Regions from separate parts of the Pan troglodytes genome. Here all the other regions are linked to region 2. Evidence: chromatin contacts called from public Hi-C data. All regions are on one chromosome and are shown on one strand. Each heading gives the region's core, a stretch centred on a gene start, on an enhancer-like site or on the middle of the called end of the contact. The rest is flanking DNA. Distances are from core to core; before and after follow the strand shown.

Region 1 (4,056 bases), core at 980-3,479, 150 kb after region 2:
CCATGCAGGGGCCTTCCAGTGGGCACTCTGGGAGGTGTAGGTGGACCTGTGGGCATAGGTTGCTGATGGATGAAGCCTGGAGCAGATGGGACACACAGGCAGAGTGGATGTTAGCAGCGGCTAATCCACACAGGTCTGCAGCCTTCTCAGAAGAAAGAAGAATTCAATCCAGGGGCGTAAGGCAAAGTGAGAGACCCAGGCAAGTTTTAGAGCAGAAGCAAAAATTTATTAAAAGGTTTAGAGCAGGAACAAAGGGAAGTAAAGTACACTTGGAAGAGGACCAAGCAGGTGACTTGAGAGATCAAGTGCGTGGTTTGACCTCTGACTTGGGGTTTATTCGACGGCATCCTCCTCCCCCGATCGTTCCCTTGGGGTGGGCTGTCCATATGCATAGTGGTCGGCCAGCACCTGGGAGGGGCCGCATGCGCAGTACGTTTACTGAGGTTGCACGCATGCTCACTCGAGGCGTTCTTTCCTTACCAGTGCAGTGCTCCTAGAGGAAGGTGATATAACAGTTAAACTCTGCCATTTTGCCTCTTTGTGGGCATGGTTGAGTCCACTCACCCACCTCCTGAGATCTTATCGGGAAGCTGCTAATCACCAGTTTCAGGTGTTTCTAGATAATGGGAGACTGCCTTTCCCTGGTGCCAGCTGTGACCAATTATTATTTTAGAGAAACAGTTTAACAACGGCTTGACCATCACCTGATGGCTGTCCAACCAGACATCTTGGTGGAGCCTGCCTCTTGGTGGAGGCAGGAGGGTGTGCTCTGTCCTGCCCTGCTCATGTCTGACTAGCTACCTACTGTAACAGGAGGAACTTGCTTTTAAGAAAGTCTCCAAGAATAAAGACAGGGATGGGAAGTATGGTAAAATTTTCTGGCTTTCCAAAAGATATACTCCTAACAGGCTGCCTGGATAGATTGTACTTCTCAAGGAATTCACATGAGAAACAGAAACAGACATGAGTGTGGGAAGAACACAAGATTTTTGGAAGGATTTGCCCATCTTGTGGTTGCATGTGTTACCAAGGGCTCCCTGGCCTAGAAGTAGGAAGGCAGGCAGACAGCAGGTGGATGGTTCGAGATTGGATAGTACCAGGGTGCCTTATGAAGTGTTTTCCACAGCAGCAGCTCCAAGGGTTGAGGGGTTGGCCCTGGAGTTATGTCAGGTCCAGCCAGGCCTCCTGTTTTTTTTTCCCACCTCAAATGTGCTTTCCCCGTATTTTCCTGCTTCTACACCTCTGCTCTGTCTGGAATTCCCTTCCCCTCCCACCCTACAGCTATTCATATTTTGGGCATCCTTCAAGATCCAATTCAAGCTCAAGCTCCCTGACAAAGTTTTCCCTCACAGCCCCAGCCTGGAGGGATTGCTCCTTGCCTTAAACTCCCATTACAGTTATTGACTGGAGAATTCATTTTGCAATTAATCACCTACTGCCTTGTGACATCTCTTCAATTATGGCTTCAATTGAACTTTTATTTATGGTTTCTGGGTTGTATAACTTCTCCTGTGATGATGGTTTGTCATCTCTCCAGCTTCCCTGTGGGCTTCTTGAAGCCAGGAGCACCTTTTGCTTGTCTGTGGAGCCCCCATCACTCCACACAGCTCCTTACACAGGAAGATATACAGATTATATAAGTTGATACACTTTATTAATCATTAATATTCCATGCTGACACCTAACTGATAATCCTGTTTACTTTCAAATGATTATTTAACATGCGAGTACTGTAATAATATTTCTTCCCACTACAAACATGTTGTGTACTCTCCCTTTTCCATCACAGATGTTTCTGAGGACTAATGCTGTTGAGTTCTCTTGTCAATTTGATCTTAATTTTTCAGCAGAGATGGGAGAGCTTGGTAATAAGCGAACAGCTCTGGAAACAGGTGTCCTGGTTGGAGTCTTAGCTCTGCCATTTGCTAGAAGGATGAGCCTGGGCAAGTCATTTAACTTTTCCATACCTCAGTTTCTTCATCTGCAAGATGTGGATTATAACAGGCTTTTCACTGATCTATTTTGGGGGTTAAACAAATTACACCATGTGACATTCTTAGGTCAGCATCTGGTGAATGGTGAAGCCCTTGATAACTTGCTAGCTGTTATTTCTGTGTGACTGGAAATTTCCAAATTTAAAGTATGAGATTCACATGTCTTTCCACTCTTCTTTTATCACTAAAGAACAGAGAGCAGGCAGTGAAGCTGCCTCTCTACCTCAGAACACCAGGCTGCAGTCTAAACTCTGCCACTTAGTTTGTGTTATTTTAGGCAAGATACTCAACCTCTTTGGGGTGCTGTGAAGATCAGAGAGTAAACATCTGTGAAAGTACTTTGTAAACAGCATACTTGCTTACCCAAAGCAAGGAGCTGTGGGTGAGAACAGGAAATACATTTAATTGGTTCAGTTTTGAAAATCTTACCCTTAGAAAATTCGCTTTAGGAAAAGAGTAACTCTTTGTCTCTCTTTGGTTGAATTACCCTAATTATCTTATGCGGCCTTCATATTTCTTTTCTTTTTTATGTTTTATCGTTGTTGAGGGTTTTCTTCTTCTTGTTGTTGTTGTTAAAAAAAAAAAAACTATTGGTGCTGTGGGAAGTCTTTCTGAGCCTATGATATGCTTCCTTTTCTCATCTGTAAATCTGGTTGGTCTACTAAACAAACAGCCGCATTCACCAAAGTCAGACACATCCTTCATGATTTAAAATCTGTGGCTGTGCTTTGACAAAGGAGCTCCGTAGGGAATGGTAATGCGATTAGGATGGTAACTGGCTGGAGGAGCAGGAACATGCCAACCAAACAACTCTCTTTGCAGGGTTCCTTGGAGACAAGTGTCAGAGGCAGGTTAAGAGCAAGGTTTCTGGCACCAGGCACTTGGGTTCAAATCCCCACTCCCTACCATTTATTTTCTGGGTAAGCTTGCAAATTATTAAAACGCTGAGTGCCTCTATTTTCACATCTGTAAAATGAGAACAACTATAACACCTAACTTTTAGAGCTAACGGGGGATTAAATCAGTCAATACATGTAAAGTGCTTATATATAACACAGTAAGTGCTAAGTATTTGTAATTAACATACACATAGTCACTGGCAGCAAAGGCATGTCTTTTTGTACTAAATGAGCCTTCCCAAATGTCAGTGCATCCTGAGAAGCTGTGCTATGACAAATAGAGGATTCATTTTGTTTAGTCTGGAGGTTTAAAAATAATACACGCCTAATAGGTTTCTCTTCCTCTTTCCCCTTTTCCTCAAGGCCACAGCCAAGGTTAGGAAAGGTGGATCTGGAACATACTGATTAGCTTGAAAAAGATAAGAGAGTGAGTGAGCTCCAACACTGGTTGAGCCTGTCATCTAGGTCTTCCTAGGGTAGGAGTCATTCCCAATGAATTTGCTCCCTGGCTTATTTTGTCCAGCTGATAGAGAGAGGAAAAGAAAAATGATGATGATGAAGAGGGGGGAAGAGAGAGAAAAATAAAGAGAATTGGTTTAGAGAACCTGGGCCTCTCTCTGGAGTAGGAGCCAACCCTTGGCCCCATCGTTCCTCTTCCACCTCTTAGAAGGGAATGTGGTAGCCAGAGAGATGCCTGGACCTTCTGCAAAGTATAACTTGCCCTCAAGTTTGAACTACCTTGTCTCATGAGTTGCATGAAAGGAAGAGAACCCATAGAATGAAAGCTCAATAAGAATCAGGCAGATTGGGCCTTCTCTTAGGAAAAGAAGGCCAGCCCCTCACTCCTTCTTACCTTTCTGACCTTATAAAAGAAAATGCATTCAGGCTGGGCATGGTGGCTCATGCCTGTAATCCCAGCACTTGGGGAGGCCGAGGTGGGCGGATCATGAGGTCAGGAGATCAAGACAATCCTGGCCAACATGGCGAAACCCCATCTCTACTAAAGTAAAAAAAATGAGCTGGGCGTGGTGGCGCGTGTATGTAGTCCCAGCTACTCACGAAGCTGAGGCAGGAGAATCGCTTGAACCCGGGAGGCGGAGGTTGCAGTGAGCCGAGATCGCGCAACTGCACTCCAGCCTGGCGACAGAGTCTCAAAAAAATAA
Region 2 (3,958 bases), core at 1-2,500:
CTTGGCCTCCCAAAATGCTGAGATTACAGGCGTCAGCCATTATGTCTGGCCGCCATTTATTTTTGAGAGAGATCCCTGAACCAACACCAAAAATGAAAAATGGCCCCTGTTTGATATTCACCCTTTGGGATTTTTTAGTCATGATTTAGCCAAGAGGTCTATCTGTAGCATCTACATCTGCTATCATTCCTGATCAGGTACATGATCCATGGACCCAACCTTAGGAGTGAAGTTAATTCCTTTGAGCCTAGGTAGTTCTGAGTTTTCACATCATCTCATGCACTTTTCATGAGAACGCCTTTTGCCTGCTATTTAACAGATGAGGCAGCTGAGGTGTAGGTAAAGAGATTTCCCCAAGCTCTCAAAGTTGCTCATACAGTAGCGTAACACACAGAATGAAATAGCTGATCCTCAGACCCAGATCTTCTGATTTTAAGCCCAGGATTTTTTCAGTGATCTGGGAACTGCTTTCCCCATAGATTTTCCAAGTGTTACCAATTACTGCCAGTCCTGGTAGGTCCCTGTGTAATACAAGGAACTTCCATAGTAACAGCCTGCTTGTTTCCTCCACTGGGGATGTTTGAAGCCACTAAAACACACATCAAAACTGACATTTATAACTCCTAGATTTACAGCCTGTACTTCAGAAAGTGATATGTATCAATCTAGCTACTGACATTTAGGGCTAAAAAAAAAAAACAAACCCTGAGGTAATATGATTGGCCACATTCTGTTTTTGTTTTTTGTTTTTTCCGATATTGCAACCACTGGACTTAAATAGAAAATGTTCAAAAGACCCCAAATGTCACAGTCAAGAACTGCATGTAATTACTAACCAATTAGGTAAGATCGTTGGTCTAACTGGCTCGGAGGGAAAGAAAAATGAAAGCCTCAGGACATAAGCCTACAAGGCATTCCAACTTGGTACTGGGGTTGCAAAGCAGAAGTACTTCCTTTTTTAATCTTTCAGCATTTCTATTGTATTCCATCTTTAGAGAGAGAGTTAATTTTTCTGTGCTTAGTTTACTAGTTTGTAGAACTCAGCGACTATCTCTGAATAAGGCATAAGGAAGAAAATTTGCCACACAGTACCAACTGGGAAAAGCTAACTTATCATTCAGTAACAGGCACTCCCCAGATCTCAGTGACTTTACATTACAAAGGTTAACTGCTCGCTCACAGAACACATCCATCTCCATTTGACAGGGAACTCTCATTCATGTGGTTCTCACGCTGAGACCTGGCTGACAGCAATATCTGGAATATTCTGGTCACTGTGGCTAAGGGGAAGTAAACTCTGGAGGGGCTCACACCAGCAATACTTTGACCTGGAAGTGACATGTGCTATTATTACCTCCTGCATCTCTCTTGTAAGAACAAGTAACATGGCCTTATCCTACCCCACCACAAGAGGGCCAGGCAGTGTGGTCCCACCAGAGCAGAAAGCAGGAAATACTCAATATACCACCCTCATGGCTGGTGGTACTGGGATAAAAATGGCATCTCAGAAAGAAAAAAACAAGTCTCTTTTCAACATATTCTGCTATTCTGATGCTTGCCTTTGACGTTCTCGTTCACATGAAAACCAAACATTGTAAAATGTGTATGTTAAAGGGAATTTGGAAAATAGAAACACAAATTTTGAGCTATTAATGTTTTGTGAATGTCCATAGTGTAACACCCAAACATCCACACATTCATTCATTCATGAATCTATTCCCCATGCAGATATTATCTGAGCAATAGACAGATGATGAGGACATGCACAAAGCAGTCCCTTCACTCCTAGAACTGACAGTACCTGGGGGAGATGACCTGCCATGCACCACTAGCACAGTGTGACAGAGGAAGAAGGGGCCAGAAGCACATAGGAGGGGCGCCCAATCCAGTTAGAGCGTCAACAGAGACTGCCGGGAGGATAGTACCCCTAGGCTGAGACATGAGGGAAAGGAAACACATTTTGGTACATTTCCTTTCAGTCTGTTTCCCTCTAAGCCTAGTTTGTTATTTTTACATAATTGTAAGAAAACTGTTTAGCCAAATTTGTATACTGCTGTGCAGAAAACTAGGTCTTTACAGTGTCACTTTTTAACTCAGAGAAATCCATATGACAACAATTTGTTACTTTCTATAAAACTTCAGCATATGAACAAAATTTGCAAATGTGGAATTTTATGATGCTGATACAGAAAACATATGTTAACTAAGAATGAGCTTGTATTTTTACTTCTCAGTATTTTATTGCCTTAGCCAGGCTGTCAACCAAATATATAAATTTCAAACATTAAGAGGTACAAATCAACCCACTAAAATATCTGTCAGAGCTTTCTGCATTAATCAACTGTGATGTATTGTAACATACAGGGAAAAAAATTGTGACAGAAATTGAAAACTAATCGAATAAGCATAATATTAAAAAGCATGAATTTGAGTTATTACTTAAGCTTAAATAAAAGAGTAGGAGTGAAAACTTCCTGTAGTACCTGCACATTGCAGTTTATTATAAATTTTCTACGTGTTATAGAAAATTAAACTGTGTACTACTTATAAAAGGGTTTTAATTTAATTGGACACATTCAAGTTATATTAAAATATATTTCAAACCTATTTTGGTTGCTTTAAAGAGTAGCTTAAAATTCTACACTCAATGTTGACTAATATTTTAAAATTCTTTAAAATTTTGGCCAAAAAGGACTAATTTCTTAATAAGTATATCTCTCTTTAGCCAAGAGCCAACATCATGTCTGATGGTGAAACACCAAAGGCATTTCCATTAAAATTCAAAAAGATAAAGAAAAGATTGTCCCATCATAAATATTAAATAACAGTTTTCAGAATATTCTGGCTAGTTCTCAAAATAAGATTAGAAATAAGAGGAATAAACATTGGAAGGAGGGGAATTATCATTATTTTTCATCAACAAAATTATATACTTAGAAAGCCCATAAAAATCTCTCATAATCATTACGAATTTCACTAAAAGTGATAGATGAATCTGCACAGTCAACCACTATTTTAAATAAATATAAAAATGTTAAAAATAGAAAAGCTAAGATTACTTATGCTTATAATCATAGCAATGTGTAAAAACACACCTGGAATAAATGCTAAAGAAAATGTGCATAAATCATAAGAAATAAATTACAAATATTTCTCTGAAGATTTAAAAATATTTGTCTCCATAAAAGCCCAAATAATATGAAGATAATTCATCCCAAATTGATTGATGACTAGCTGGGCATGGTGGCTCACGCCTGTAATCCCAGCACCTTGGGAGGCCGAGGCGGGTGGATCACCTGAGGTCTAGAGTTCAAGACCAGCCTGGCCAACATGGTGAAACCCCATCTCTACTAAAAATATAAAAATTAGCCGGGTGTGGTGGCACACCCCTGTAGTCCCAGCTACTCAGGAGGCTGAGGCAGGATAATTGCTTGAACCCGGGAGGCAGAGGTTGCAGTGAGAGGAGATCATGCCAATGCACTCCAGTCTGGGTGACAGAGTGAGACTCCGTCTCAAAAAAAAAAAAAAAATTGATTGATGAGCTTAAAGTTATTCCAGTTGAAGTATTTTCTGTCTCTAACTGGATTAATTGAATTATCTTAGATTTTTCCCATTCTGTTAGCTAAGAAGTTATATTTATTAATCTGCTACTCTAGTATTTTTCCTTAGATTTTAAACAAAACAATGTAAATGTGTTTCTCTATCGATATCAAGACTTATGTCATAACCTACTCTCCCACCCCATTCTACAATTACCAGTAATTCCTATATTTAGCTGAGATCATCTGGAATTTTAGTTGTTTTTGTTTTTTGTTTTTTGTTTTCTGAGACAGGGTCTCACTCTGTCACCCAATCTGGAGTACAGAGGCACAAACTCCACAAACTGCAGCCTCAACTTCCTGGGTACAAGCTATCCTCCCTCCTCAGCCTCCCAAACAGCTGGGACTACAGGCATGTA
Region 3 (4,476 bases), core at 1,462-3,961, 240 kb after region 2:
TTGTTTCTAATAGTACCAGGTTATTTTGCTGGTTAAGTCATGGGCATTTGTTTATTAATAGCTGTTTTAATCTCTGTGCTAGTCCCCCCACACAAGGGATAATACAAAAATCCCACTGCTGTTAAGACTTCTGCCACAATTATGAGAGATGTAAGGATTGAGGGCTACCATGTCTTTCCATTTTCCAAACCAATCTTTTAGCCAACCCATAAATGGGTCATCAATTCCAGCATTTTCTGCCAGTTCATTGGCCAGAGTTGTTGGTCTTCGTAAAGCTTTTCTGATGGTCCCATCTGGGGCAGTATTGTTGGGAATGAAAGTACAACATTTCCCACCCAGCATAACACATACGCCCCCTTTTTCTGCTAGTATCATGTCTAGCGCAAGCCTGTTTTCCCAGGCCATTTGGCTGGTGGCATTTAACTGGCTAGCCACCCCTTTGAGGATGTCCCGAGTATAATTGATGAATCTCTGTTGATTATAATAGATGTAGTTAATCTAGTCCACATTCTTAATAGTTGACCACCAGAAGAGTGCTGACTTAAACCGAGCTGCTATTTGGTTTCGGGCCTTAAATTCATTAGGCACCCCCCCCCCTCCGGGAACTCCTATAGAGTTAACATATATATTGGGATCAAAAGATACGTCAAATCTCTCTGGTTTTGGTAGCCGTGTGTATTTTCGGGTATCTTATGGAATACCAGGATGAAGGGAATGGCCAACTGGACTAAAGCACAAGTCCCAGTCCGATTGGATGGTAACAACTTATCATCCTTTTTTCCCACAGTACCACCAGACATCAGCCGTGGTGTATGGAGAGCTGAGTAATTGCCATTGCCTGACTCAACCTGTGATGCTTAGGATGTGGGTACAAGTTGAGAGTTCTCCCATGGGCTTATTGAATTCTGCCCCCTGCCTGGAGAGGCAAGAGGAGTAGTTCATATTCCCTGTAGAGAATGAGGGGTTCTGACCCCTCTCCACAATGCGGGAAAGAGCAATGACAGACTCTTACAAGTCTCATTTTCCCATGCATCCTTGTCTCGGTATAGAGCCAACATGCAACACATTACTTCAGGATCAGTATTCCATCCTAGGGGAAATGGAACCACCCATGCCTGAGGTCCTCCCGCAGCACATGCATAGTAGTTACTCTTGTTGAGGGCTTGTACCAAAAATGTGACCCACTCAACCCAGGCATTCACATCCCCATACCCTCAGTTTTTAAGGTTTGCTTTACATCCTTTACCTCAATTATTTTTAGCCTTTTAGGATCATTATTTGGTGGACTAAAGTGTTTACTAGGGCCTGGGCTTGGAGCAGTACCAGACACTTGTGGGGTTGAGTTTTTGATGAGTTTGAGAATAAATTGCCCTACGGGGTCTTTCCCTGTGATGTCTGCCCCTAACCCATATAACCAAGAGTCTTCCAGAACTGGGGCCAGCCCATGTTTTCTTTTTAGATTTTTCTCAGAGTTAACTTTAAGGGTTCCTTAGGTGACCCATGCACTTTCCACTCGTCTTTTCCCCTCCTTTCCAGGGTCTCCTTTACCAGTCCCTTGACTCGAGTATAGTGAGTCCACCTCATGCAGCTGTTCGCATGGCTGTCTCAGTGGTCAGGAGCACTTGATAGGGACCTTCCCAGCTTGGGTGGAGCTTGTCTTCTTTCCAAGTCTTAATCAGCACCAAGTTACCAGGCTGAAAGTGGTGAGCCATGAACTCAAGAGGTGAAGTTTGAGTTAGAAGTCGTTTTAACCTAAGGGATGACAGGGTGGAGTATATGGCCACTATATAATTTCTTTAAAAATTGATCCTTGGTTTCCATAGCCGGAAGATCTGTAGCTCTGCACAAATATAGGAGCCCATATAATGACTCGTAGAGGGGCAATCCCAAGTCTTTTATTGGGGCTTGTTCTAATCTAAGGAATGCTATTGGGGGACATTTGGTTCAAGGCATTTTAGTTTTTAAGATTAGTTTGGTGATATGCTTTGTGAGAGTTTGATTCATTCTTTCTACCTTTCCAGAGGAAGGGAGATGCCAAGGGGTGAGATAATCCCATTTAATTTGTAAACCTTCCATAATTCACGTTAACACCCTTGAGGTAAAGTGGCTTCCATTGTCTGAATTAATATTTTCCATCAGTCCAAAGCTAGGTAAATCTGTTTTAATATTATTTTGACCACATTCCCAGCAGTGGCTGTTGGAAGGGGAAAGGCTTCTACCCAGCCTGAAAGGTAATCTACCATCACCAGTAAATACTTCAGTCTTCCTACTTTGGGCATTTCTGTGAAATCTACTTGAATGCTTTGAAGTGGTCTTACTCCGGAGGTCTTCCTGTTTTCTAATCACCTTTTTGTTTATCTTTTGACAAGTTAACACAATTTCCACATGCTTGTTTAGCAAGGGTATAAATCCCTATACACCCATAATTCCTAAGTATTGTATCACACAAAGCCTGGGGTCCCCATTGACTCCATTTGTGTAATGTAGATACTAGTTTTCTCATTAGGGGTTTACTTATTTCAGGAAGTACCCATTTGCCATCTTCAGTCTGAGTGACCCCTGTCCTGTCTAATTCTTCCTCCTCCTCTCTGGTAAACTGGGGCCTTAATACTGGCTTAGGGATGTTTGGGAGCAGACTACATAGTCTAATTTCTTCGTCCAGGGAGGCTTGCTTAGCAGCTTCATCTGCAAGCCTGTTTCCTGTAGCTTCTATAGTGTTCCCTTTCAGATGACCATTTACATGAACTATGGCTACCTCTGCTGGAAGCAGGAGGCTTTCTAAAACCTGTTTGACCAGTTACCCAGGTACCAATTATTTTCCCCTGCTATTTATTAGACCCTGCTCTGTCCAGATTTTTTTTAAAGTGTGTTCTAACCCATTAAGCATATTTAGAATCAGTATATATAGTGCCTTCTTTGGCCTTAAGGAGCTTTATGGCCGGGTTAAGACCATATAATTTACAGATTTGGGCTGACCAGCCATTAGGTAATCTACCTTTCTCACATAGGGAGTGTTTATCTCCATCAGTGACAGCATTGCCGTCTCTCGTTCGTCACAACTCATCCACAAAGAGCCTTATCCCATCATGTAGTGGAGCTTCCCTAAGGTTTGGTCCTACTTTGGTTTGTTATTCTATGATATCTAAGCAGTTCTGGTCTGATGTCTTTGATCTCCTCTCCTTTCCATAGGAAACTGGCTGCATTTAGGCAAATATTTGTTGTTACAAGCAAATAATTTTTTTTCTTAATTATATGGCTTCATATTTTATGAAGAATGTGTTCAAACTATCTCCCGGCTTTTGGTTTAATATATTCCTGACCTGGTGTGGGGCGCTTACTATTAGGGCCCCAACAAAGGTTAGCTTTCTACTCTCCTACCAGCAGGGCTGTGGCAGCACTGCTTGCACATATTTGGGCCACCCCTGAGAGACAGGATAGAGAAGCTTGAAGGCAAAAGCAACAGATTCCCTCTTCCCTCCCCAGGTTTGAGTGAGCACCCCAAGGGTGATCCACTGTTACCAACAGATGGAATGGTTTCTCTAAAGATGAGAGGACCAGGACCGCGGCTGTAATGAGGGCCTGCTTTAGCTCTTTTACCACCTGAATTTCCTTTGAGGACAATTGCAAGGGATTGGGTTCTTCTTCTAGTAACTTGATATATAGAGTCTTTGTCTTTTGATCATATGAGTCAATCCATAACCTATAGTAGCCAGTTAAATCTAAAAATTTTTGGAGTTCTCTTTTTGTCTTAGGCAAAGGCAGACCCACTATTCCCAGTATTCTCTCTGGGTTTATTCTTCACATCCCTTCACTAATCAGGTGTCCTAAATATTTAACTTCTTTTTCTGCAAACTGCAGTTTGTTCTTAGATACTCGCAATCCCCTTTCTCCTAGGAAATTAAGCTTGTGGTGGTTTCTGATACCTCGGCCCTCCTCTCCCCAGAAATTAAAAGATTATCTATGTATTGTAACAACTGGGTTCCCCTGGAAGGTTGAAATTCCTCCAGGACTTTTTCTAAGATTTGACCAAATACGTTTGGGGCTTCTGTGAAACCTTGTGGCAGCACAGTCCAGGGGTACTGTTGTTTTCTCCTAGTTATAGCATCTTCCCATTCAAAGGCAAAGAGGTTCCCTAATCCTAAAGTCTAGGGGACATGCCCAGAATGCATCTTTTGGATCCACCACATTGAACCACTTACGTTCATAGGGTATCTTACTAAAGAGGGTGTAGTGTTTAGTCACCACAGGGTGGTAGGTCTGGACAGTTTGATTTATAGCCCTTAGATCTTGTAGCAATCTATACAACCCATCAGGCTCTTTGGGAGAATTGGAGTATTGTAACATGCAGGGTTTTAATTGTCCATCATTAATCAATCCCTCTATTACCAGTTGGAGACCTTTTCTCCCTTCAGTGGAAATGGGATATTGTTCTCTGCAAACTACTTCTGGTTGTTTTAGGTTAATCTGTAAGGGTGT

What was found. A called contact is a pair of places that touch in the nucleus more often than the background predicts.
Region 1: a Hi-C map of blood shows a contact between it and region 2, with 3 times the contacts expected there. The contact joins two enhancer-like sites. A contact is called at or near these places in 1 of 7 Hi-C or Micro-C datasets (blood) and 1 of 1 datasets of contacts at active chromatin or transcription factors (stem cell-derived excitatory neurons).
Region 3: a Hi-C map of induced pluripotent stem cells shows a contact between it and region 2, with 3 times the contacts expected there. The contact joins two enhancer-like sites. A contact is called at or near these places in 6 of 7 Hi-C or Micro-C datasets (blood, induced pluripotent stem cells, a lymphoblastoid cell line and 2 more).

What each region holds. Positions count from the first base shown.
Region 1 is chr6:27,233,167-27,237,222 of NHGRI_mPanTro3-v2.0_pri, forward strand. No RefSeq gene overlaps it. Among named protein-coding and RNA genes, the nearest start is that of SP4, 15 kb to the right of the region's middle. Within about 2 kb of position 2,230, at least 2 of the 24 cell types and tissues checked have an H3K27ac peak or open chromatin away from gene starts, as enhancers often do.
Region 2 is chr6:27,085,186-27,089,143 of NHGRI_mPanTro3-v2.0_pri, forward strand. No RefSeq gene overlaps it. Among named protein-coding and RNA genes, the nearest start is that of SP4, 160 kb to the right of the region's middle. Within about 2 kb of position 1,251, at least 3 of the 24 cell types and tissues checked have an H3K27ac peak or open chromatin away from gene starts, as enhancers often do. A contact at or near this core is called in induced pluripotent stem cells, where this site is marked.
Region 3 is chr6:27,324,425-27,328,900 of NHGRI_mPanTro3-v2.0_pri, forward strand. All of the region lies in intron 5 of SP4 (Sp4 transcription factor), which reads left to right. Among named protein-coding and RNA genes, the nearest start is that of MIR1183, 33 kb to the left of the region's middle. Within about 2 kb of position 2,712, at least 1 of the 24 cell types and tissues checked has an H3K27ac peak or open chromatin away from gene starts, as enhancers often do. A contact at or near this core is called in induced pluripotent stem cells, where this site is marked.